Regions from separate parts of the Danio rerio genome. Here region 2 is linked to region 1. A link is a contact called in public HiCAR-type data. All regions are on one chromosome and are shown on one strand. Each heading gives the region's core, a stretch centred on a gene start, on an enhancer-like site or on the middle of the called end of the contact. The rest is flanking DNA. Distances are from core to core; before and after follow the strand shown.

The links. HiCAR-type assays count read pairs that join an accessible place to other places.
Region 2: a contact with region 1 is called in a HiCAR-type map of caudal fin, with 6 times the contacts expected there. The contact joins the promoter of cadm4 here to the promoter of rps19 in region 1. A contact is called at or near these places in 2 of 18 Hi-C or Micro-C datasets (caudal fin and an unstated tissue) and 2 of 4 datasets of contacts at active chromatin or transcription factors (caudal fin and embryo).

What each region holds. Positions count from the first base shown.
Region 1 is chr16:25,484,832-25,492,446 of GRCz12tu, forward strand. It overlaps rps19 (ribosomal protein S19), which reads right to left and starts at 3,691. Exons shown (of 6, transcript NM_200750.1): 1 at 3,682-3,691; 2 at 2,967-3,040; 3 at 2,617-2,717; 4 at 1-71. The coding sequence starts at 3,040. It overlaps LOC141378058, which reads left to right and starts at 6,903. Exons shown (of 3, transcript XM_073925410.1): 1 at 6,903-7,076.
Region 2 is chr16:25,808,820-25,816,434 of GRCz12tu, forward strand. It overlaps cadm4 (cell adhesion molecule 4), which reads right to left and starts at 2,706. Exons shown (of 8, transcript NM_001007428.2): 1 at 2,453-2,706. The coding sequence starts at 2,522. si:ch211-79k12.3 (a long non-coding RNA gene) reads left to right here and starts at 758. Exons shown (of 2, transcript NR_186760.1): 1 at 758-802; 2 at 950-1,758. si:ch211-79k12.1 reads right to left here. Exons shown (of 7, transcript NM_001083848.2): 7 at 7,490-7,615.

The DNA.
Region 1 (7,615 bases), core at 2,441-4,940:
CCCGCCATAGATCTTGGTCATAGAGCCCACGCCAACACCTCCACGCAGGTACAGGTGACGCACTGTGGAGGCTGCAAGAGAGAGAGAGAGAGAGAGAGAGAGAGAGAAAAGACTTCTTCAGTGAGTAGTGGAGGACAACCAATATGCCAAAAAAAAAACGAATCTTTAAAAGGACCAATGCTAGTCTATTAAAAAATAATTAACTTGTAATATCAGTTCCTAACTACTAAAACTCACCATAAACCAGAAACTGATGACACATTAATCAACTCTTGTAACTTTGTAGTTAAACTAACAGCTGCCTTCAAAAACATGCACCTAGAAACTAATTTAACAAAACTACAATTTTATAAAAACTCTAAAACTTTATAAAGTGTCAAATGTAAACAGGCAAAAATTGTTAAAAAAAAATAAATAAATAAAAATAATAATTCTGCCAAACAGAAAATTGCATTCTATAATTTACCTGACCTCTTCTTAGGGCTGTTACATAAACTTCAGTACTTCGCATTTATCATTTTACACAACTGTTCTAAATAGGGCAGAGTGACATTGCAAAAAAAAAATAAATAAATTCACAATTTTTCATATCATTCAATATAGATTATTATTGAATGTTTTTAAAAATCCATTTAGAAATATTAGGATTAACCACTTTTTTTTTTATTTACCAACATTACTACAGCAAATGGATTTAATAGTCAAAAACAAAAATTTAAACAAATATATAAGATCTTTTTTTTAAAAAATAAAAGTGTTAAAGAGACTTAGATAAACTACATAAATAAAATGTTACAAAGTGTGTGCAAATGTAAAGTGCAAATAATAAACAATCAAGGCAACCTTTAAGGAGTTAATAATAATGATATAGTAAACCTCAAACTGTGAACAACACAAATTATAACCAAATCTGAGCGACTGACCAACCATTATTCAAATACATATCGCAACATTACAAAATGTGAAGTTGAATGACTATATTACTGCTTATGCTTAAAAAAAAAAACTCAGATGGGTTGGCTGGGATGCACAAGAAAAGAAACCAAAAAGCCACTACGGAGATATCCTTTTGTATTTATAATCTTTTCGCTGCTGCTATTCAGCACTTAATTTTGCATGCATTGTTATTCTGACCTTAAGTGACAATCTCGGGCGTGTGGATTCCTTGACCATTTACAATAGATTTTGCACTCGCGCTCCCCGAGTCTCTCGTAACTAGGTGACCATAAACCATTTTTTCAGAGGATGATAAATGGACAAACAATTGTAGTGTTTGAATGCACCGTTTGTCTCGGGTAATTAGTTGGTCGTTATTACTGAAATGTGTATATTCCATACAAAGTGTGAAGCAGATTGGATAGTTCTACTTGACATGAATCACGATGCACTTGTAGCATTTGGAAAAGTTTAGACGTTTTCAACTAGGTGCTGCTGAAAATGCACGTCACTCCCATAGGTGCATCCTGCAAGTTACACGCCTCCATTGGAATAGGATTGCTTCCAAGGGCCACGTTTAACAGATACATTTTTATAAAACCACAGCCTTCATAAAGCTACATTTAAATTTTTTTTTTTTAAATCGATATTGACAATGGTGTTCAGTCAATAAATATTGATACCAAGTTTATCGCCCAGCCCTAGTTCTGAACCATGTAAATCACTGTTTAAATTTAAGTATATACACTTGAGAAATACTTTCTGCTATATGAGTACTAGTAACATTTAAAAGCATCACTACAATCATATAGTTCATTTAAAACACTTTTAATCTTGACTACTGTAAACGCCAAGTAAGTATTTACAATAAGGTAATTTAATATTTTATTAAAAAAAATAAAAAAAACGAACATGTGATATGCCACAGAGTAGACCTTGTACAAGTTAACAAAAGCCATTCACAATGCATCTTCCTTGCTTCTGACAAATAATGACATGACATTTACTAATGAATCAATGCAATATACCTAGCAGGAGGCTTAAAAACAGCTCAAATTAATGAATACACAGCCAGCATGTGTATTTTAACGTGCAAATGTTGCATGAACTTTGTGCACTAAGAGCAACACACAAAAGCCAGCCTTCCATGCAATCAGGGTATCTTTTGTCTATTCTGTAACCATTTTCAAGCCAAAATATTGAAAATTGAGGCTATTTATCAGCCTTTTTCAAAAAAAAAAAATCTTGGCTCAGTTTTTATTTTAGAACAGAAAAACGGATAACACTTAAATTCATTATACACATGTAGGTGGTGTGTATGTGTTATATATATATATATATATATATATATATATATATATATATATATATATATATATATATATACACATACACACACACACACACACACACACACACACACACACACACACACACACACATACATACATACATACATACACACACACACACACACACACACATATATATATATATATATATATATATATATATATATATATATATATATATATATATATATATATATATATATATATACACACATACATACACATATTACACACATCTATCTATCTATATATATGGGATATGGAATGGACGAAAGTTACACTGATTCTATGCATGTCCATAAGCTATGATAAAACATGAAAAACTCACCAGCTCTGATGTAGAACCAGTTCTCATCACAGGGAGCCAACTCCTTATGCTTAGCAAGTTTGACAATGTCAACCCAATCTGGCACCTTCAGCTTCCCCGACCTTTCAAAAGACAAGGGTTCATAATTAGCTAAAACACACACATGCTTTTATCACAAAGTCTCAAGCATGATTACACAGCAGTCAACTTTAGAAGTGGACCAAAAAAACGTTTCAAAATTGTCCCAAGACCAGGACTTGTTTAATGGTTTTAGGACAAATTTGATGAAAAGTTTTAACTCGGTTCAAATGTTAACTACTGAATTACAGCACGTTCAATCATCACTGAACATAAATATAAAATGTACTGACTTTTTGAGGAAGGCTGCCAGCGCCCGGACAAACTCCTGCTGGTTGACGTCTTTCACTGTTACACCACCTGGCATCTGAAAACGAATTAACATCAAAACCTATATTAATATTTAACAGTAAAGAAAACAAATCGCATAATACGTATAGAAAGCTAACATCGATGTGTTACTTTTTAATCAGTGTTCATGCACAATGTGGTTAGGGGCAGAACAAACCTTGCTGTTATCAGCAATACTTTATTTACAATATAATACGCATTTGTGGTTGTTGATACGTGTAACGTTAGTTGAATGTTCTGAGACAACGTGTGTGCTAAAAGCTAACAACCACGCTTATGTCTGCCTTATGTATTGAGCACACATCGTAACGCTAAGGACTAACAAAAAAACAACTTATATGGTTGTTTTCTTAAACCACGTAACGAATACTAGTAACTTTTATTAACTCAGGGCCTATCGTTACATCTTAACAAAGCAAAAGATGTAAAGCGGAGCAGGCCTCAGTGCACCTCCATGGGCGCAGCCATTGGAAGACCGGGGATTCTTAGCATGCGATCTCGTTTTTCAAATAAACTGTCATTTTGCGTGTCATTTTATGAATAGTCGGGAGTTCACATGAGTGCCACTATATACTAAGATGAATTTATGCACGAAATACTATGAAATACTGTTTAAAAGTCGCTGAATAGTCTAGAAAGACGCGGAGTATGATTTACCTTGCTTGTGGACAGCAAAAGGAAGAGGCACGCGCAGGGTTTCCTAAGCGTGTTAACAGGGGCGAGTCACGGTTCTTATCGCGAGACTTGAACACTGGAGGTTTACTCTGCTATACAACTTCCTTCACGTGCAAAATAAACAAACTGTGGATGTCTAACAAGAATGTTTAAAATAATAACAACAATAATAATAATAATAATAATAATAATAATAATAATAATAATAATAATTATAATATTAATAATAATAATAATAATAAATAAATAAATAAATAAATAAATATTAATACATTACATTACATCTAAATTTAATGATGCTTATTATTAAAATTCTGTATGTGCTCAATCCATACATATAAATAAAATAATAGCATTTTAAACTTGTTTTTGTCTTAGTTAATCTTAGTTAATCAACTTACTCTACAACAGGCAATAAAAGTAATTAATTGAATTGCAAGAAATAAAATTACAGACATTATGGTAACGTTAATACTTCAGTGGTAGCCTATTTAAAATGTGAGGCCTTTTTGCTAAACATCCTTAGGCATACAGTCCGACGAGCTTAACTTTGTCCATATAAACCTTGCCAAAAAAGATAGATAGAACATAGGCTAAGCTTTCAAATTGTATTTTTGACTATAATATTAAACCATGTTGACATAAAAAAAAATTAGCCAATGCTTCCATCTTGATTTGTGTTTATAGGAAAATCATTGTCTATTTATTATTGTTTTCTAATGTCTGTAAATCTGTGTAGGCAAAGAAAAAAGAATGAGAAAAGAGAAATTATTTGGGGAGTAATCTTGATTATTAATAACAACTGATAACATTACTTTTTGTCTGTTCAATTATATTTTTTGGTAAATAATGAACTATTAAAGAAATGTCAAAAAATTTTATTAACACCAATTCTGCCTGTGAAATGTTTTTTTTTTCTCTCTCTCTCTCTCTCTCTGTATATAGCCCATCACAACACTAAACTTTAAATCAAAGACCATCACACATTATTTAAAAAGCAAAAGTTAGTCAGTCTGAGCATTTTTAGAAACATTTAATCCCCAGCAACAAATTGTCACAATGTGAGCAACCATTGACATAATGACATGCCTGGGCACTGTAATATAGCATTTGAGCTGCTGCTCTTTTTTAAATTTTATTTATTGATTTACAATTGAGATGAGGTGACGCAGTGAGTAGCGCTGTCGCCTAACAGCAAGAAGGTCGCTGGTTTGATCTTCGGCTGTGTCAGTTGGTGTTTCTGTGTGGAGTTTGCATGTGCTCCCTATGTTGGCGTGGGTCTCCTTCGGGTGCTCCGGTTTACCCCACAAGGCCAAAGATATATGGTATATAGGTGACTTGGGTATGCTAAAATTGTTCATAGTGTACTGTATGTGTGTGAATGAGTGCCTATGGATGTTTCCCTGTTATGGGTTGCAGCTGGAAGGGCATCCGCTGCGTAAAATATATGCTGGATAAGTTGGCGGTTCATTCCACTGTGGCGACCCCAGATTAAAGAAGGGACTAAGCCGAAAAAAAAAGAATGAATGAATGACAATTGACAATGAGGATGCATTGTTGTTTAATCAAAATGTTTTTCCTCAATGCTGCAAGGCCTTTATGTAAAAAATCTTACAATGTCAGCCAGGGGCGTCGCTAGACCCCATTAACTGGGGCATGTGCCCGAGTAAAAATTGACAGTGGCCCAGTAAATGCTTTAAAATTTTATATGCAGGTGTATTAAGAGTGGTAATGCCAGAAAATTCTTTATGTGCAACCAAACCAACGCTGATAAAAGCAATGTATATATTTACTTTGGTATTTATTTATTTGCATTTTGTTTATTAATTTAGTCACATAAAAATTGTATAATCATTAGAATTAATTGAATACTTACTATTAGAAATATTAGAAATATTTTAATGCAAAAAAGCAAAACAAATTAAAACTAACTAAAATAAAAAATAATCAGAACCTAACTGAAGCAGACTAAAAAAAATTAAAATGGCAAGACAGTTTAAAATAAGAAAATCATAGATAATTAAAAAAAAAAAAATATATATATATATATATTTTTTTTTTTTAAGTAATTAATTAATTAATTATTTATTTATGTTTTTTGAATGGGGTGCTGTGTCCCAGTAGAGCTTTATGTCTAGCAACACCCCTGATGTCAGCTCACATTTGAGTTTTTAACCACAATTATTCATTCATTAATTCATTTTCTTGTCAGCTTAGTCCCTTTTTTAATCCGGGGTCGCCCCAGCGGAATGAATCGCCAACTTATCCAGCAAGTTTTTACACAGCGGATGCCCTTCCAGCCGCAACCCATCTCTGGCAAACATCCACACACACATTCACACACACACTCATATACTACGGACAATTTAGTCTACCCAATTCACCTGTACCACATGTCTTTGGACTGTGGGGGAAACCGGAGCACCCGGAGGAAACCCACGCGAAGGCAGGGAGAACATGCAAACTCCACACAGAAACGCCAACTGAGCTGAGATTTGAACCAGCAACCCAGCGACCTTTTTTCTGTGAGGCGACAGCACTACCTACTGCGAACCCTTTCTCGCCTACCCACAATTATTTTATTTTAAAAGACTACCATTTAGACTATTATCAGTATGTTTTTTAATTTTGTATTGTATATGCTTTTTCCCTCTTTTGTAAGGAACTAGTGTGCTGTTGACTTGCATTTCAAGAATCATGTAGAAACGTTTCTTTTTTGAAAAATAGCCTACATCTCCAATGGCCTGGAGTTATGTATTAACAGTGAATTAAATTTTTTGCATGAACCATCCATTTAAAACTCTCATGTGAAGTTCAATTGACATTTTGTTCCTTTAAAGAAGACAATTGAAGCAGCTTTATTGAACCATGGTAGAAATCTATCATTTCATACCCTGCTGAGAACTGAATTAGTTCATGTGCATCGACACCTAACTCCCAAACAGATAAGCGCTTCATCTTCCCTTCATTCTTCTTTCCTCAAAATCATTCCTGTCATATCTGTTTACTTTAGAGATAGGGTCCTGGTGTGTGCAAATCGGTGATGGTGTGTGTCTCCCTCAGACTGTGCATATCTGAAAGTGTGTGTGTGTGTGTGTGTGTGTGTGTGTGTGTGAAGTCTTCATGTGTTCCTGAATGAAATTGATGTTTATTTATGGTAGCCACGCTGCCCTTTGTACTGGCCAAATGGAATGGTTTTGCTCACACTTCAATAGACTGATAAGCCTCCATACACTGTATTGAAAAGAAGAGTTGTGGTTAAAATAGTTTTATTATGTGTTTGCTCTCTCCACCGGCACATTTGAGACTCACGGAGCCGTGAGGGGAATTTGGTGGCGGGAAAACAGAGCTGACGGGTCTCTTTGCGTCTAATTACGGTAATTTCAACAAACCTCTTTCTCTCAATTTTACTCAGTTGTAAACATGTTGGTGTTTTAATTAACACATATCCTGTTCTTTTCCTCACTAGAGGGCCGTGAATGCACGAGCGTTTGTTGTATCGCTAGTTGATTATCCGGAAAAATTAATTGTGCGGAGAGTGAAGTGCAGACGCATTACAATAGGAGTGACACAATGAGACGACTTCTAACTTTTACACCATTAATTACTTCGGCTAATCAATTTGTTTGAGTGAGGAAAACAATAAAAGAACTGCAGACCCGGCGGCCCAGCTCGAGCAGAATTACGGGATTGCGCAATCATTGTTCATTACTATAAGCACTCACGGGCATTTCCGACTGATTACTGTCAGTGGCTTTTGAAAGGTCATATTCATTATGATAAAGAGACAGGTGGCATATTGAAGCGTTTCGGGGGATATTTTAACAGCTATTTTTAACGCAAATATGTTTTCCATTGTCTGGGCACAGAATGAAATAACCTGTCTGTCAGAGCAGGAAGGCAAGTACGTGATGTG
Region 2 (7,615 bases), core at 1,456-3,955, 320 kb after region 1:
ATCTTGCCAGAAGTATTAAGAAATCCAAATTCTTCTCAGTTCTTCTTTTATGAATACATCATTAAATTTGACATACTACTTGGCACACATCTTGTTTTTGCATACTACATAGTTATGTAGGCGTATTTGGACACATGGAATGGTTCTATTTTAATTTCTCCATGATTCCTTGCAATACATTTCCCTCCCTAGTGAACAAGAAAATCTGGAATTGGATTAAAGCAGAGGGATTCTAACACTTTAAGTAAAAAGCTGATTTTTTTTTTTCCAGTCAACATACTGTACTCTTACAGACCTTCCAGATCTAGACATTTAGAGTGCAATCACAAAGTTCAGTTTTTTCGGATTGTTTGATCTCGAGCAAAATTTTTATTATACATTTAGACCTGGTTAACTTTACGCTTTCATTTTTTAAGAATGAACCTGACGATATAACAAAACTGCATTTATGATATGTATTTTGTGACAGAACATACAGGATATCCAAAACTGTGCTGTTTGATGGGCTGAACACACACACATGCAATGATATTTTCATCACATAAAAACTCATAAAGATCTTATAAAATTTGTAAGACGCTAGCAGAATAAGTCATAAGTCAAAACGGCAGAAGAGATTCCTACATCCCACTCACAAATGAGCATCTGCTTCAGGAAGATACATTTCCAAAGTCTATACTGAACTGTAATAAGCAACATTATGAAAATGACATAAAAATCCCATTTTATAGAATCATGTTTTTTTTTTTTTTTTTTTGGTTTGTTTAGATCATGGATACCCAAACCCGGCCCTGAAGGGCTGGTATCCTGCATATTTTAGTTCCAACACCAATTAAACACACATGAACCAGCTAATCAAGCTCTTTCTAGGTATCCGAGAAACTTCCAGCCAGGTGTGTTGAAAGAAGTTGGAGCTAAACTATGCAGGACACCGGCCCTCCAGATTGAGGTAAAGTTGGTTTTATGTTCGCACATTTGTTCAGTGTCAACTTGTGATATGTTCCCTATATTGTTTACCATGGTACTTTAAATATTCGGTCAGAAATCACATGTAAATATGACATCAAAACAACATTAACATCATTTATTTGACTGTAAACAATGTTGAACTTTGATAGTCATTGGCTGATAATATGATTTCACTATTTAAAATGTGAAAATAATATTTTTGTGAAGTTTTATTATTTAGGAGAAAACTAACTTTATACCTTAATGCCCCCCAGGACCGAGTTTGGGCACCCCTGGTTTAGATGATTCGTATTGTGTTCATATATTTTAGTCCAACCACATCCGAACACTTTCTCAGTGCTCTCAGTTCACTACCATGGTTCGGATAAGCATTCACACTTCTTCAAATGAACTAACAGAGCAATAGCTGTTTAAATTTATCAAGAAAGCTTTTTTGAGTTTGCATTAATCCCTTGTTTTAGGATTAGACTTCAAAACTAATATACAAATACATCTGCAAAGTTTTTAATTGGTTATCCGTAGAAACCACAATCTTGCTGCTGGGCTTTATATCAGAACAGGTGCAATTAAACCCAACACTGGTAAAAGACATCTAATAATCTCTTCTTTTTTCATCCAATGCTATTTTCTCCCTTGATTAATAATTATCAATTTGAGCCTCATCTCATAAACAGATGGCACAGCTTGAAGAGCAGAATTAAACGGCCAGCTAGTATCTCCAAGATGCTCGAGTAAATCCAAATCCCAAGACAACAGCAGATGCACTTATCATGCGATGGCAAGCATGAAATACGCGGCCCGTGTTGGGAATTGCACTGACAAGTCTTGTATATTTGAGACTGATTTGGGACAGTAACTCCTGCGCAGAGGAGCCCAGAGCGGGACCTCCGAACTGCAACAATCCGCTGTGACACGAAACTGCGCTCGTGCACTGACTGTCGCAATACGTACACCTCGACATCCCCAAAGGACATCGGTAAACGAGGGAGCATTACGTATACAACAAAGAGAAGAAATCACAGCGGGTAGAATCTGAACAATGATGCGCGCGAGCATCAACATAATAATAACACTGCGGAGGAAGACACATGTATGCGTGAAATAGATCGACAAAGCGCGTGCATGTGCAGTTATTAAGCATGTTACTAGTGCAAACGGAGTCAGCTGAGGTGCAGGTGAGTGACGCAAACTAATGAGGGAAAATAACGACTATTAGCATATATAATAGCAGAAAAGCCCGTAAACAGAAACAAAAAGAAGAACTTTAGGAGAAGCTACTTTAATTTCGATTTAGTCTAACTGTTAAAGGCTTTACGTGGTTTCTGTCACATTTCATGCTGACGCGCTGTAGGAGAAATGCATATGTCGGTGTGTTTACACAAGCTGCGCACTTTTCTATACATCCCTACATATGTTTTCTTTGAGTAAGCGTCCATGACAAGTTAACTTCCAAAGTGTGTATAGCCTGAATAAATAGTCTTACCTGTATGCGAGTACAGGAGCAGCAGGAGAGGAAGCGGGGCCCAATACTTCCAAACAGAAGAAAATGCCATCATCATGTGTGTGTTATTCCGATCTCTCAGTTTATTCCTCTTCCTCTGATGGGAATTAGAATAACATGAGCGCGCAGGCTTTCACCTACGAGTTGTGTCTTTCCTCAACTCCAGTGTTCGCTGGAATCGGTTGTGTGTTACATACTAGTACTCACACACACACATACACATGCACGCTCTCAATGAAAGATGAAATGTAAAATGTAGCAGGGCCGGTTTTTCTTGGGCTCAGCCACAACCAATCGGATTTGACAATGACCGGCGCGCACACCCAATCAGGGCGGGGTATGATTAATATTATAAGATAAATAACCGTTTGTTTTTGATCAGAAAGACGGCGGATTCATGACACTGTAATAACAGCCTCTGCTGGAATGAGTCCTGCCTTCCAAACGAGCCACTCCATATACACATATATTAACTTGATGAATTACAGTGGCGATCGATAAAGTTTTTGAACGCTCTGAATATAAATAATTGGAATTTACTGGAAGACTGGGCTTTTTAAATGAGTCTCTATCTGGATCCGTCAGAGATAAATGACAGATTCACTGACGGGACCCATTCAGAACAAGGAATTAGAAAGTGATTCATTCTGCTGTGAGGAGTGTACAGATCGACGAGCAGAATCAACGCGATCATTAGCGAGCAAGCTGGCATGAAAGCAGCTCGAGCACGACTTTAATATCTTCCTCAAACTCGCGTAATTAAAACCGAAAACAATTTGTTGGCTTTCTTGGGGAATTCATAGCTTGTGTTTAGCGACACCGTGTGATGATGTGAGGAATAACAATTTGGTTTTCAATGGGGAGGCACTGAGGATGCTATAGGGCTAGTTGTCGTCATGCTAGTTCATATTTTTCTCAATATATTAGGCTACAATGAAATCTTATAGAACAATTTTAAACTTTGCTGACTGAATGTTGTCACACAAGATGGGGAAAGTAGTCACATATTTAGTTTTTATGCAACATTGCAAAACAAAATCTACATTAAAAATCCATAATTTTCTGGCATAAAGTAATATGCAACGCATTGATTTTTTAAAAATTATAAAGTACATTTTAAAATACATTAAAAACATGCTTAATATACAGTTGATGGCAAAATTTACTTCTCCTGTAAAATTATTTTTCAAATATGTCCCAAATGTTGTTTAACCGAGAAAATATTCATTTATTTTAACACATTCTATACATAGTTTTATTATAGTTTTAATTATAAAGTTGTATAGTTTTGATATATTCTAATCACTAATTTAAATTGTCTTTACCTTGATTACAGAACATAATATTGCAGAAAAAAACAATATTAAAAAGGCATAATATCCTGCATAATTAATTGTTTAATTAATGTAAGGCGTTGACAGATTGATTCTAAATTAATTTTTTTTTTCTTTTAAAAAAACATGTTTTTGTTAAACAGTTGAAGGCTAAAGTAGTCCTCCTGTTAAATGTTCCTTCTTTTTTTAAATATTTCCCAAGTAACTGAGAAAATATACATTTATACACATTCTTATACATACACATATTTTTATACACATGAAAGTTTTTTTTTTTTTCTGTTAAACGTCATTTGGGAAATATCAGAAAAATAATAAAGATTTTAACTGTATATAAACAGAACATTTCCTGTCATTTTCTACAAGGACATTCATTTATATGCTTCTTTAATATAACAAATTGTCTATATGCTTTCCCACAAGATCAGTTAGATAGCATTATAATGTATTGCTAACTTTTTCTTAGAATAAGCAATATTTAATCATTTTAAACATTAGTTAAAAACCTACAGCTGTGCATAGTGTATGTTTGCAAATGCATCATAAAAAGAAAATAAAATAAAATTAATAACCATGTTCATGTTAATTAATGTTAACATATATAACCTTACTGTAAAGGGTTATACAATTAATAGTTATTATGCAGCACAAAAAAGCACATGTAAAAGATACATACTGTATGAATCAATATCATTGATATGGCCAACAATCATTGTAATATTGTAATGTATGCCAGGTTTTATGAAAAATACTGCTGTATTGGTTACCTAATTCAGACTTTAGGTTCAAATCTATCTTCATAAATTAGAATTGTGTGAATATATGCTGGTGTTGTGAAAATACATGTTTAAATTATTTATTTGTTTGTTTGTTTATTCAGGACATCATTTACCAAAGAAAATGTATAATTTAATCAAGATTTTTGAACTGTGTGAAAGCTTGCCCTGATATTCTCTATACTATATACTGTTGAATATAATATTACTTTTATGCTTCTTTTTTAGGTGAAAACAACAAATTGTCTATATGCTAACATTATCCCGTATGTTTACAAATTGTTATACATTTGTTATGTTATTTAATAACTGTAAACCTTAGTTAATAAACATTGAATGTTTATTAAAAATAATTAGCATTAGCTAAAATTAATAGCTACTATATTTGATGTTAACAAATGTAACCTTACTGTAAAAGGTTACAAGGTTAGTAACTATGAAGCACAAAAAACAAAACAGCCTAAAATACATATCAATGTCATTGTTATGGCCAACAAACATTTTAACATTGTAATGTATGCCACATTTAATACAAATACTGCTGTCCTGGTTACATAATGCAGCCATTAGGTTCGAATCTATCTTCATAAGTCATACTTGTGTGAGTATATGCTGATGTTATGAAAATGTATAATTTTCAAATTATTTTAGAAATTATTATTTTTAATATTATGCAAATAAGGACATAATTCACACACCAAAAAGTTAAAGAGTTTTAAACTGTGAATTCCCTATAAAGTATTTGAAAAACAAGCTTTGATAGTCAGGTTAATTTTAAACTTACCACATATTATTAAAAAATTAACTCAGATGTTAAAATATGTCCAGTAACAACAGCCAAATAAAAGGGAAAAAAAGAACAAAACTCCTTGCAACAAAATACAGTATGTTTTGTTTTTACTGTTTCCTATTAGAGAGACAACTGCTTTTTCTAATTATTTTTACTCATAAAACCACTTATAAGACTCTACTGTACCAAGAAAAGGGCAGCCAGAAACTGAAGGATTTCCTACAGTACATTATTTGTTCACCTATTCAAGATAAAAATAACAGTTTGCTTTGCTTCTTTTTTTCTACATACAGTACAGTGAGTCACAGTTGCCAGGGTGTTTTATAATTAGCCTGCACACATCAAACCTTTTGAAAGTATTTGGTCTAAGCATAAATAATTTGAAGCAAACATGCCACTTTAATGAGAAAAAAAACTATGAATGAACAAGCAACATAGTAGGTGAGTACCCTAAGACGTTAAAAAAATAGCTTCACACATCACTTTTATAAATCCAAAGTGAATTGGAATTTCAAACCAAAGTATTTAGGCAGCAACTTAATGTTTTTTGATGTTTGGGATTATTTCTAAGTAAACAGTGCTGGGGGAAAAGAGGGTTTATATAAATCAGAAGTGTAGGACATGTCCTACAGCACTAAAAACTGCAGTAAAACAGTATACATTTAAAAGATTTATTATGCAGGACTCTTTTTTTATGAACGTCCATTATCTAGATGATGTAAAAGTGAAACGTTTGACCCTTTTGGAGATTTTTCTGCTGCAGGCCATGTACTTTGAAGATCCCCAAGAGAAAGCAAAATTAAAAGGGGGGAGTTTTCCTTTTAGGTCCATAGCCATTTTAAGTTGTGCTACTCCAAAGAGCTTACGGTGCAATTATTTCCTCTTTTTCAAGGACTTTGTGAATAACCACTGTAGAGGACGAGAAATCTTGAATAATTTGTGTAATAATATTGTTGTATTCCATTTCGTGTACCTCCGGTAATGAACTGTCATCGTTAAAGCACACCAAACACAGTTATTAATGGTGGCTTCTGGTCAGCCGCACAATGGCAATAAAAGCCACACAAAATGAAACACAAATATAGCAGACAGGAGAAATGAAATGAGCGGCTATGATAATGTTTGCAGTGATGAACTGCTAAGGTTAAAGCATTGGAGGGTAAAATTAAGAAACACACTTGTGGTTATGTGGTGTGTGTGCTTATAGTGCGGGCAATTCCAGTTCATGTTGTTTGTGGAAATGTCAAACCAAGCTGGGCTTGTGGCAGCATGTAAAGATTAGATATTGTACATTCTGAAAGAACACCTCAGGACTGCCTCGAGGCCTTTATGGATGTATTTTCCCCGTTTCTTTTGTATTCAAAGAGCTTTCTGACACATTCTCAGCTTTATTCATGGACTTGACAGAAATATTGTATATTTAGTTACTACCCACTGGGTATAATACCAGCCCAGAATAAAAATGAAGCATTATTTCTTGCTATATGAATTGGTGTGGTTCCATTGACAAGTCTGATTAGCTTCAGTCCCTCTCTTTGGTCACCAGTTGTTACTATTGTGCCAGGTTAGTTCCTATTCTGAAGTAGAAACTAAGTTTTAACAGTATGTCTGATCATTTTTTTTTCTTCTGGAAAAAGTTTTATTTCTTTTATTTCAGTTAGAATAAAAGCAGTTTTTTTATTTTTTTAAATCTCATTTTGAGGTCACATTATTAGCCCCTTTAAGCTATATATTTTTTTAATAGTGTACAGAACAAACCATGGTTATACAGTAATACAATAACTTGCCTAATACACACACACACACAGACACACACACACACAGACACACACACACACACACATATAAATACTGTGACTATTCTTGCTTCCTTGCTCTGTTAAACATAATATATATATAAAATGGTCAACAAATCAAACGAAGATGTGTTATGTATAAGAACATGTCTGGCTGAGAACAGGTATTTATTTATAGCTAAGAAGTCTGAAATGAAAAAGAGCTTTTTATAAACAGAAGCAATGGCATTTACATAGAGATGAACTCTCTTGAGATTTCTAAGCAAAGTTGAGCATACATTAATGTCTATCTTAATTAGATCAGTAACAACACTGCAGGGTGATTATGTTGTAAAATGATTTTAATAGCTTTAAATTCAAAGATACAGAGAAAAAAAATAATCAAACTTGTGTAAAAAGTGCAAGAGTTTGAAAGTGCTTCAAGAGTAATTGGTTCAGTGTTGGTTTGG